2 separate regions of the Lactuca sativa genome follow, and region 1 is linked to region 2. Evidence: chromatin contacts called from public Hi-C data. All regions are on one chromosome and are shown on one strand. Each heading gives the region's core, a stretch centred on a gene start, on an enhancer-like site or on the middle of the called end of the contact. The rest is flanking DNA. Distances are from core to core; before and after follow the strand shown.

What was found. A called contact is a pair of places that touch in the nucleus more often than the background predicts.
Region 1: a contact with region 2 is called in a Hi-C map of seed, with 4 times the contacts expected there. The contact joins the promoter of LOC111884047 here to the promoter of LOC111884045 in region 2. A contact is called at or near these places in 3 of 4 Hi-C or Micro-C datasets (leaf and seed).

The regions. Positions count from the first base shown.
Region 1 is chr8:157,185,479-157,189,816 of Lsat_Salinas_v11, forward strand. LOC111884047 (protein DEFECTIVE IN EXINE FORMATION 1) reads left to right here and starts at 1,489. Exons shown (of 13, transcript XM_023880377.3): 1 at 1,489-1,885; 2 at 2,480-2,590; 3 at 2,757-2,839; 4 at 2,988-3,105; 5 at 3,380-3,537; 6 at 4,273-4,338. The coding sequence starts at 1,755.
Region 2 is chr8:156,900,653-156,904,657 of Lsat_Salinas_v11, forward strand. It overlaps LOC111884045 (eukaryotic translation initiation factor 3 subunit C), which reads left to right and starts at 2,251. Exons shown (of 4, transcript XM_023880375.3): 1 at 2,251-2,407; 2 at 2,588-2,662; 3 at 2,807-4,005. The coding sequence starts at 2,636.

The DNA of each region.
Region 1 (4,338 bases), core at 239-2,738, 280 kb after region 2:
AGATTTTTCGTAGGCTAGTTCCTATATCATATTACTCTTCAAATTTGTCATGTGTCATTTTTTCATCATATTTTATGGGTCTGACCTTATTGAGAGTTTTAAGTCAAACAACTAACATTTATTTTCCATTAATTTGTGTAACATGTAATACTGAAGCCATAGTAATAATAAAACTCTATTTTAAGTTTGTTGTGGACGTAACCAATCATCCTGATCGTGTGAACTACGTAAATTGATTATCTTTAATTTTTCGTTTTTTTACAGTACTATTTTTTTGTTTGTGAAGTCATTTATCAAGTTGTTGAAGTGTTTAATCCTTTTATATATTTTTAGCCCAAAGACACTTATAATGTACAACATGCTTCTGTACACATTCATTAAAGTACCTAGATCCAAGGTAATGTCTGGTTTGAAAAATGTTTATAAATGAATTGAAATCTATCAAGGAATTGGAATTTGTTCAGAATTATAATCTAATTCCATATTTTCCTTGGTTTCTAGGAAATGAAATTGGAATCTAATTACATATTCCATTTTGTTGGAGAGAAATGGAATTTGAATAATGTAAAATAGACAAATTTCCGTTCTTGTTGTTTTTACATAATTTTACTTTGTTTTATTTTTTATATGTAAAGATATAATATATATAATTCCTTAGCGAATCTTGAACCAAACATGAAGATCTAGTGGAATCGGATTCTAATTCCCTCTAATTCCCAAGGATTCTAGCGAACCAAATGCTACCTACAAGTTGTGTTTGATATAATTGATAAATTTTTTCCAACACATTCTCATAACTTTCTCGAGATAAAAGGTGTATATGGAGGAAACAAAGATATACAAGCATACTCGACGATTCAACAATGTAAGCATAAAATTGACGATTCAACGATGTAAGCATAAAATTGATCGAGTCAAGTTGAAGCAGTGAAATCCATGGAAGAAGACATAGGTAGAAAAGAAGTTATAGCTTCTTTACGCAACATTTTTAAATCCATTAATAGTTTTCTTAGCCAATCAATATTTACGCAACATTTTTAAACGATATTTTTAAACAATTATAACTCGTCAATTATACGATTGTGTAGTCCATGTGTTAAATACACAATCCCCTCATATAGATTTTAAAACAACTAATTGTTAATTGAAAGCCATGTTTATTTACTATACAATTTATAACAATTGCATTTAGATGAAGAAAATAAAAATAGTCTTTTTTGTGAGATAAAAACCTAACCGTTAACAATGTTCCTTTATATTGAAAAATGCTCAAACATGAATACAATTCTAGTTTTATAAACATAATTATCAATTTATTATATTGTATTTTAGTAAATAACTCACAATATTGTGAATAATCCATCTAACTTAGTTTTATTATATGTTTAGTTACACCTAATAATTAACATGTACAATTTTTAGATTATTTTTCTTTTAACCAATAAAATAATTGATAATCGAAATATAGAATGCATTTTTTTCCTCATTACCTTCTCGGTCTCTTACCAAACACAAAGAGTGCGATTAAATCCGCTAATGGTGGGAGGGTCTTCTGTAACTCCAATTCAGGTCTAATAGACACTGCTGCCTGTCGTCGTCCCTCTCGGATCGTCGTCTCTGCTTGCGAAAATCTCTGTTACAGAGAAGATTCCCTAGGGTTTATTCATATCTGCATCTGATCCATCATTTGTGCGCTTTCTCTCATTTCACATACTTCATCTTGTAGTGAACTTAGTAAGATCAAGGTCATCTTCATGAAAATTAGGGTTTTATTTCTTTTACTTCTCTTTTCTATATCATTGAGTCTAATCCATGGAGAGGAAGCAAAAACGAACAAGTTTCGTGAACGTGAGGCTACCGATGATAACCTGGGCTATCCCAATTTGTAAGCCTTCTTATTTGTTACTTTGAATTTCGCCCATTTTTTGCATGATAATTTAATGTTTGATAATTTAGCTACTTCTGTATCATTTGGAGCATGAATCCGTTTCTGAATTATGAGCTCCTAATAAAGACCTAGAAGTAATTCTTACCGTGATTTCTGCTGATCTGGGAGTTATTTGATCAGCTTGCTTAAGTTAGTTCATTTGGATTATCTATCGACCCTTGAGGTGAAGTGAATTGAATCTGGATGATGATTTGTTGTTTGTGCCCTGGCTTCTGTGTGGGCATGTTAGTAGGGGGATTGTAGAAACATGGTATTGATTGTGAGTTCTTTATGAGGGCTTACTAGTAATCTCCTTACAAGGGCTTCTAGTAGTAAACTAGTAATAGGTGATTACATAACTTCTCATCATGGATATTTTGTTTTGTCTCTATTAGTTAGAAATACAATAGGGGAAGAATTACAGAGTGATAGGGACTTAGTGTAAGCGAATCTTGAAGTGCTTCAATATTACTGCTCTTAGTATTTCTTTCTAACAATGTACATCTTTTACAGTTGTTTCTGTTACTGACTTTTTTGGTTTTGATGTGGTAGTGATGAGGATGAATTGTTGAATAAACAATGCCCTCAGAATTTGGAGCTAAGATGGCAGACTGAAGTTAGTTCTAGCATATATGCAACACCATTGATTGCTGACATTAACAGGTAAAGAGAGTTGACAACTGTCTCCTCAAGTTAGTGTTACCATTTTTTTACAGCAAACCATTTTTTATTGATATAAACTTCGTTTCATATAGTATTTTAATCCAAGTATATAATTATATAAATATCCCCTATTAGGCTATTAATAAGATTTTTTTTTGCATCTCAGTGATGGCAAGCTTGATGTTGTTGTTCCATCTTTTGTTCACTACCTGGAAGTTCTAGAAGGTTCTGATGGAGACAAAATGCCAGGTATTTTTTACTCTATCGCAATCAATTGCTTCTTATTTGCATCTCTACACTATGTTTTTCTGTTATAGGACTTCTTTCTTGTGATCATCAAAAGACCAAAATACCCTTATTCTGTGTATAATACTTCTGTTTTGTATGATTTTATCAGGATGGCCTGCTTTTCATCAATCCACTGTTCATGCAAGTCCACTCTTATATGACATTGACAAAGATGGTGTGAGAGAAATAGCTTTGGCTACATACAATGGCGAGGTGCTCTTCTTCCGGTACAACCGTTTTTATTAGTTTTTTTTTTCAGCATTTTTTCCTTTTCTTCTTAGGGCTAAATGCAAGAAATAGCAACATACTTTCGTTTATCTTTGTACTACAATTTCCCACTTTCATTTCTTCATATTACAACATTCTGCTTTTGATTCTTTTCTTTTTAAAGCACATACTTTTAAAATTGCTTTGTATTTGGATGGCATTGCTATTTCTTGTGTCTAACCCTTACCCATGGAACATCCATACTCAGTGATGGTTTTGCTTACATTTTTGCAGGGCTTCAGGTTATATGATGTCAGATAAACTAGAGGTTCCTAGGCTAAAAGCTAAAAGAGATTGGTATGTGGGATTGCATCCAGAGGTAGTTGATCGATCACATCCAGATGTTCATGATGACCTACTCAAAGAGGAGTCTGCTGTTCACTCCATACCTCGTATGTCTTTACTTTTTTTTATAAAATAATGATGGGAAAATATTCATATGGGTTAAATTCAAGAAATAGCAATGTATTTTCATTGATTTGTTTCTTATATCATGATATCATCTTACTTTAACTTCGAAAAAGTTACCCATTTTGCAAATTTCACTACTATAATTGGGTAGATTTTAAAAGTATAATGTCCTAACAAGAAAAAAGATTTTAGTACAATGCTATAATTGAGTATATTTATCAAAGTACTATGCCTTAATATGAAAAAAGAATTAAGAGTACAATGCTCAAACAGAAAAAGATAAAAGTAGGATGCTTTAATGCATATGAATAAACAAAAAGTACATTGCTTTTTCTATATATAACCTCTTTATTTAGCTTTTGTGATCAAGTAAAATATTCTCCAGTCACCTTTTTCACAAAAATATTTATTTAAATTTTGGCTTCCTTACTCATGTTTTGACCTCTTCTGCAAACTAGCCATACTTCTTGTCAAGAAGCATATGACTTGATTGATTTGCAATAAATTTTAGCTTAACTGTTTAAACAACCTATTTTTAATCGAAAAGTATGCTAAGAAAGTTTTTTGTTGGTGAAAAAAAGATAGCTTTTTTTGTTTGAATTTTAGTTTTCATTCAATGGATATGTAGAACTTTTTCATATTTTCTAAAGTTTTTGCTTAAATAAAGTGGTTATTAACATCGTAACTATAAATTAAGCCAATTAATATTTCTCCAGCCCCCAAAGAAGCAAACCATACATCTGGTGTGGAGGACAATAAGGGAAAAGAGAAAGAAACACAGC
Region 2 (4,005 bases), core at 1,001-3,500:
AAAAATACTTCCACCATGACTCTTCCTTAATATAGCAAGCACAATCTATTAGGTATATACTAATTGAAAAGTTATATTTAAAATGTACATTACAGTAAAAACAAATTTGATATTTTTGGAGGAACTAATGTTCTCCTAGTAATACATAAAATATACATAAAATATATATAGTAAACAATAGCTTCGTAAATTAGTAAATTAACATTTCTATTTTCTACCCTTTTCATGCTTACATTTCTGTTGTGTTTCACCATCATATTTTTATTAATGTAAAAAATTGTAAATAAACATGGAAGTCATCATTAAAACCTAATTGGCACAATATTAAATGCAATATATAATATATTTTTAATATTTATATACGGTATACTATATCTTTGTTTACCAAAGATCACACCATATGACTTTGTTTACCAAAATCTACATGTAGGCTACACTAAAATATATTGGACAAGAATATGATTGGATTTAAGAGGCAACCAAATTTGCAATTAGAATACACATGGATCAAGTAAAGCTTATTCCTGGTATATATCTCATTGCTCAATGGCTTCAGTTTGTCAAGACGTTTGTTTCATCTAAAACATGAAAAAATCTCATTGTCTGAACTAAGAAAAACATAAAGTAAGTCTTTTGTGACATAAGTATACAATTCATCAAAAACAGTTTATCCATGTTCACAGTCCAATTTCTATAAGTCCAATTTCTATAAGTCCTACAGATTAAAAAAATCCAAAATTTAAAATTTCAATGTTCCTATAAAAAGAATCTCAAATTCACCAATTACTAACCATTGATGTAGTAGACCTTGGTGACGAAGTACAAAACATCGTTAGCTCGACTGCCTGGGAAAAATAATCACTTCAAAATTCAATTTGATTGAAAGATTGAGGAATATGTTTTTTGAAACGAAAAATCTAATCTATTCTTACCTAAACTACTCCTTAATTTCACATATGTTCATGACGGAGTTTGAACCTTCAACCTCAATAAGAGAGGAAAACACAAGATACTGCTAGACTAGAAGTCTTTTGGTAGAAAGTGTATATGTAAAAAGATAACTTAAATATTTCAACATTTTTTTCTTACATATTCTTTTATTCTTTTTAAATGACGACATTTATTATCGTATAAAAATATAACTATTTTCATTAAATATGCTACATGTCATAATTTAAGATGAGCAGCAGAATATGTAAGAAGAAAATGTAGATAGAGAAAATCAACAACATATGTAAATGTGTAGGGATAATGTATTTTTGTTGCTAATTTTTTATTAACATAATTTACAAATGATTCAATTGTATTAAATTATATAAAAATGTTGACTTCATTGCTGAAAAATTTAAATTATGTATCATCTAATACTTTAAATAATTTATTTTTATTAATAAACCAACTAAAAAAGAAAACAATTAGATTAATGAGACACATAAAGAGTATAAATTGATAAGCCGTTTTTTTTTCGGGCACCCCCACAATTCCTATTTATACCCTACCTTTTGTTTTTTTTTAAATCTTTTTTACTATTTTTTTTTGTCTTTTGTTGTTGTTTTTTATTTTTTTTGTTGTTTTTTTGTTATTTTTTTATTTTTAATATTTTTAATAAATACATATTATTATTATTATTATTATTATTAAAATTAAAAAAATTGATCGCACTATTTTTGCGTTATTTTTTTTTCATTCAAACTATCACTATGTTATTTTTTCGATCGGGCTATCCATGTATTATTTTTCCATTCGAATTATCCTCATGTTATTTTTTTCCATTCCGACTATCTCTGTGTTATTTTTTCTGTTCCGACTATCTCTGTGTTATATTCCGTTTAGACTATTCATATATTATTTTTTTTCCGTTCAGATTTTTTTTTCTTTCATTTAGACTATTAAAGAGACATTAAATCAAATCAATTATTTAAAATAATAATAATAATATTAATAATAATTACAGAAATAATAATAATAATAATAATAATAATAATAATAATAATAATAATAATAATAATAATAATAAATAAATAAATAAATAAAAAATAACATAAAATAAAACAAAAATACTAAAACCAAAAACACCAAAAATATAAATTATATGAAATCAAAATGAGTTTTTAAGATGATAAAGAAAACAAAAGAGAAGTATATGGAGAAATGCCATGGATGAAGGAGGATATAATATTTTTCCAGAAACTTGGGCCGAATCAAAATTCGAATTTAGCCCAATTTAAACCTGATAATAACATATTTCCCGAAACTTGGGCCCAATCAGAATATCAGATCAAATCAATTAACTGTCATCTTTCCCCCCTTAATAAAAACCTAAAATTGCCGGAATCGCCGACGCAACTCGGAAGAGCATTCTCCCTCCATTCTCCTACGGCCATCATCTGCCTTTTCACTCTTTCAGGTACCGTATATCACATCTCTCTCTGCTCTCTTGTACTATTTATTGCTGCATTATTGAGTACAAAAAAAATTCGATGTATTTTTCTGTGTTTTGTTGCAGATCTGTAATTTTGGCATTTGGTCGTAAATTTTTTCTTAAAGTTTTATAACAATATGTAATTTCAAATGTCTTATCGTGCAGTTTCGGTTATACTTGGATTTGTGATTTGCTAATCTGCGAGATAAGAAAATGGCGTCGAAATTTTGGAGTAATCAGGTTTGTTTGCCACTGGATAGTGATTTTCTTGTCAATGATTTTTATTCGTGAATCAAAAGCTTAATAAAGAAACAGTCTCATTGTTGCGTTCGTGTAGTTGTTGAAATTTTGATAATGTGATCTCATTACTTTATATTTCCACAGGGCGATAGTGACACTGAAGATGAAGTTACTGATTCAGAACAGGATGATGTTAACGAGGGGCAAGAAGCTGCTATCAGTGCCCCTGGCGCTAACAAATATCTTGACAATAGTGATAGTGATAGTGAAGACGGAGATAGTCATAAGCGTGTTATCAAATCTGCAAAAGACAAACGATTTGAGGAGTTGTCTGCAACTATTGATCAGATGAAGAATGCAATGAAGATTAACGACTGGGTGAGTCTTCAAGAGAGCTTCGACAAGATCAACAGACAGCTTGAAAAAGTCATGAGAGTTACAGAATCTGATAAGGTCCCTAACAACTATGTCAAAGCTTTAGTCATGTTAGAGGACTTCTTGAATCAAGCCATGGCAAACAAGGAGGCAAAGAAGAAGATGAGTAGTAGCAACGCCAAAGCTTTGAATTCAATGAAGCAGAAACTTAAGAAGAACAATAAGCAGTATGAGGAGTTGATTAATAAGTGTAGAGAAGCTCCCGAAAGCTTTGAAGATCAAGAGGATGTAGAAGAGGTGTCTGAGGAAGAAGATGAAGATGAATCCGGTTCTGAGATTGATGACCCAACAAATGCAGAATCAGAATCAGAATCTGGGGACGATGAAGATGAAGAAGAGGAAGAAGATGAACCTGGTTGGGAGAAAAAGATGAATAAGAAAGATAAGTTAATGGAGAAACAGTTCAAAGATCCAAACCAAGTCACTTGGGATACAGTCAACAAAAAGTTTAAAGAAATCGTTGCAGCTCGTGGAAGAAAAGGAACAGGAAGACTCGAACTTGTTGAGCAGTTGACTTTCTTGACCAGGGTAGCTAAAACCCCTGCACAAAAGCTTGAAATCCTATTCAGTGTTGTATCTGCACAATTCGATGTCAACCCAGGTTTGAGTGGACACATGCCAATCAATGTATGGAAGAAATGTGTCCAGAATCTTCTAGTAATCCTTGATATTCTAGCCCAATATCCAAACATTCTAGTTGATGATTCAGTTGAACCTGAAGAAAACGAGACCCAAAAAGGAACAGACTTTGATGGGACTATTCGTATATGGGGTAACCTTGCAGCTTTTCTTGAAAAAGTAGATGTTGAATTCTTTAAAAGCTTACAATGCATTGATCCTCATACACGTGAGTATGTTGAAAGACTCCAAGATGAGCCTTTGTTTTTTGTTCTTGCTCAAAACATTGG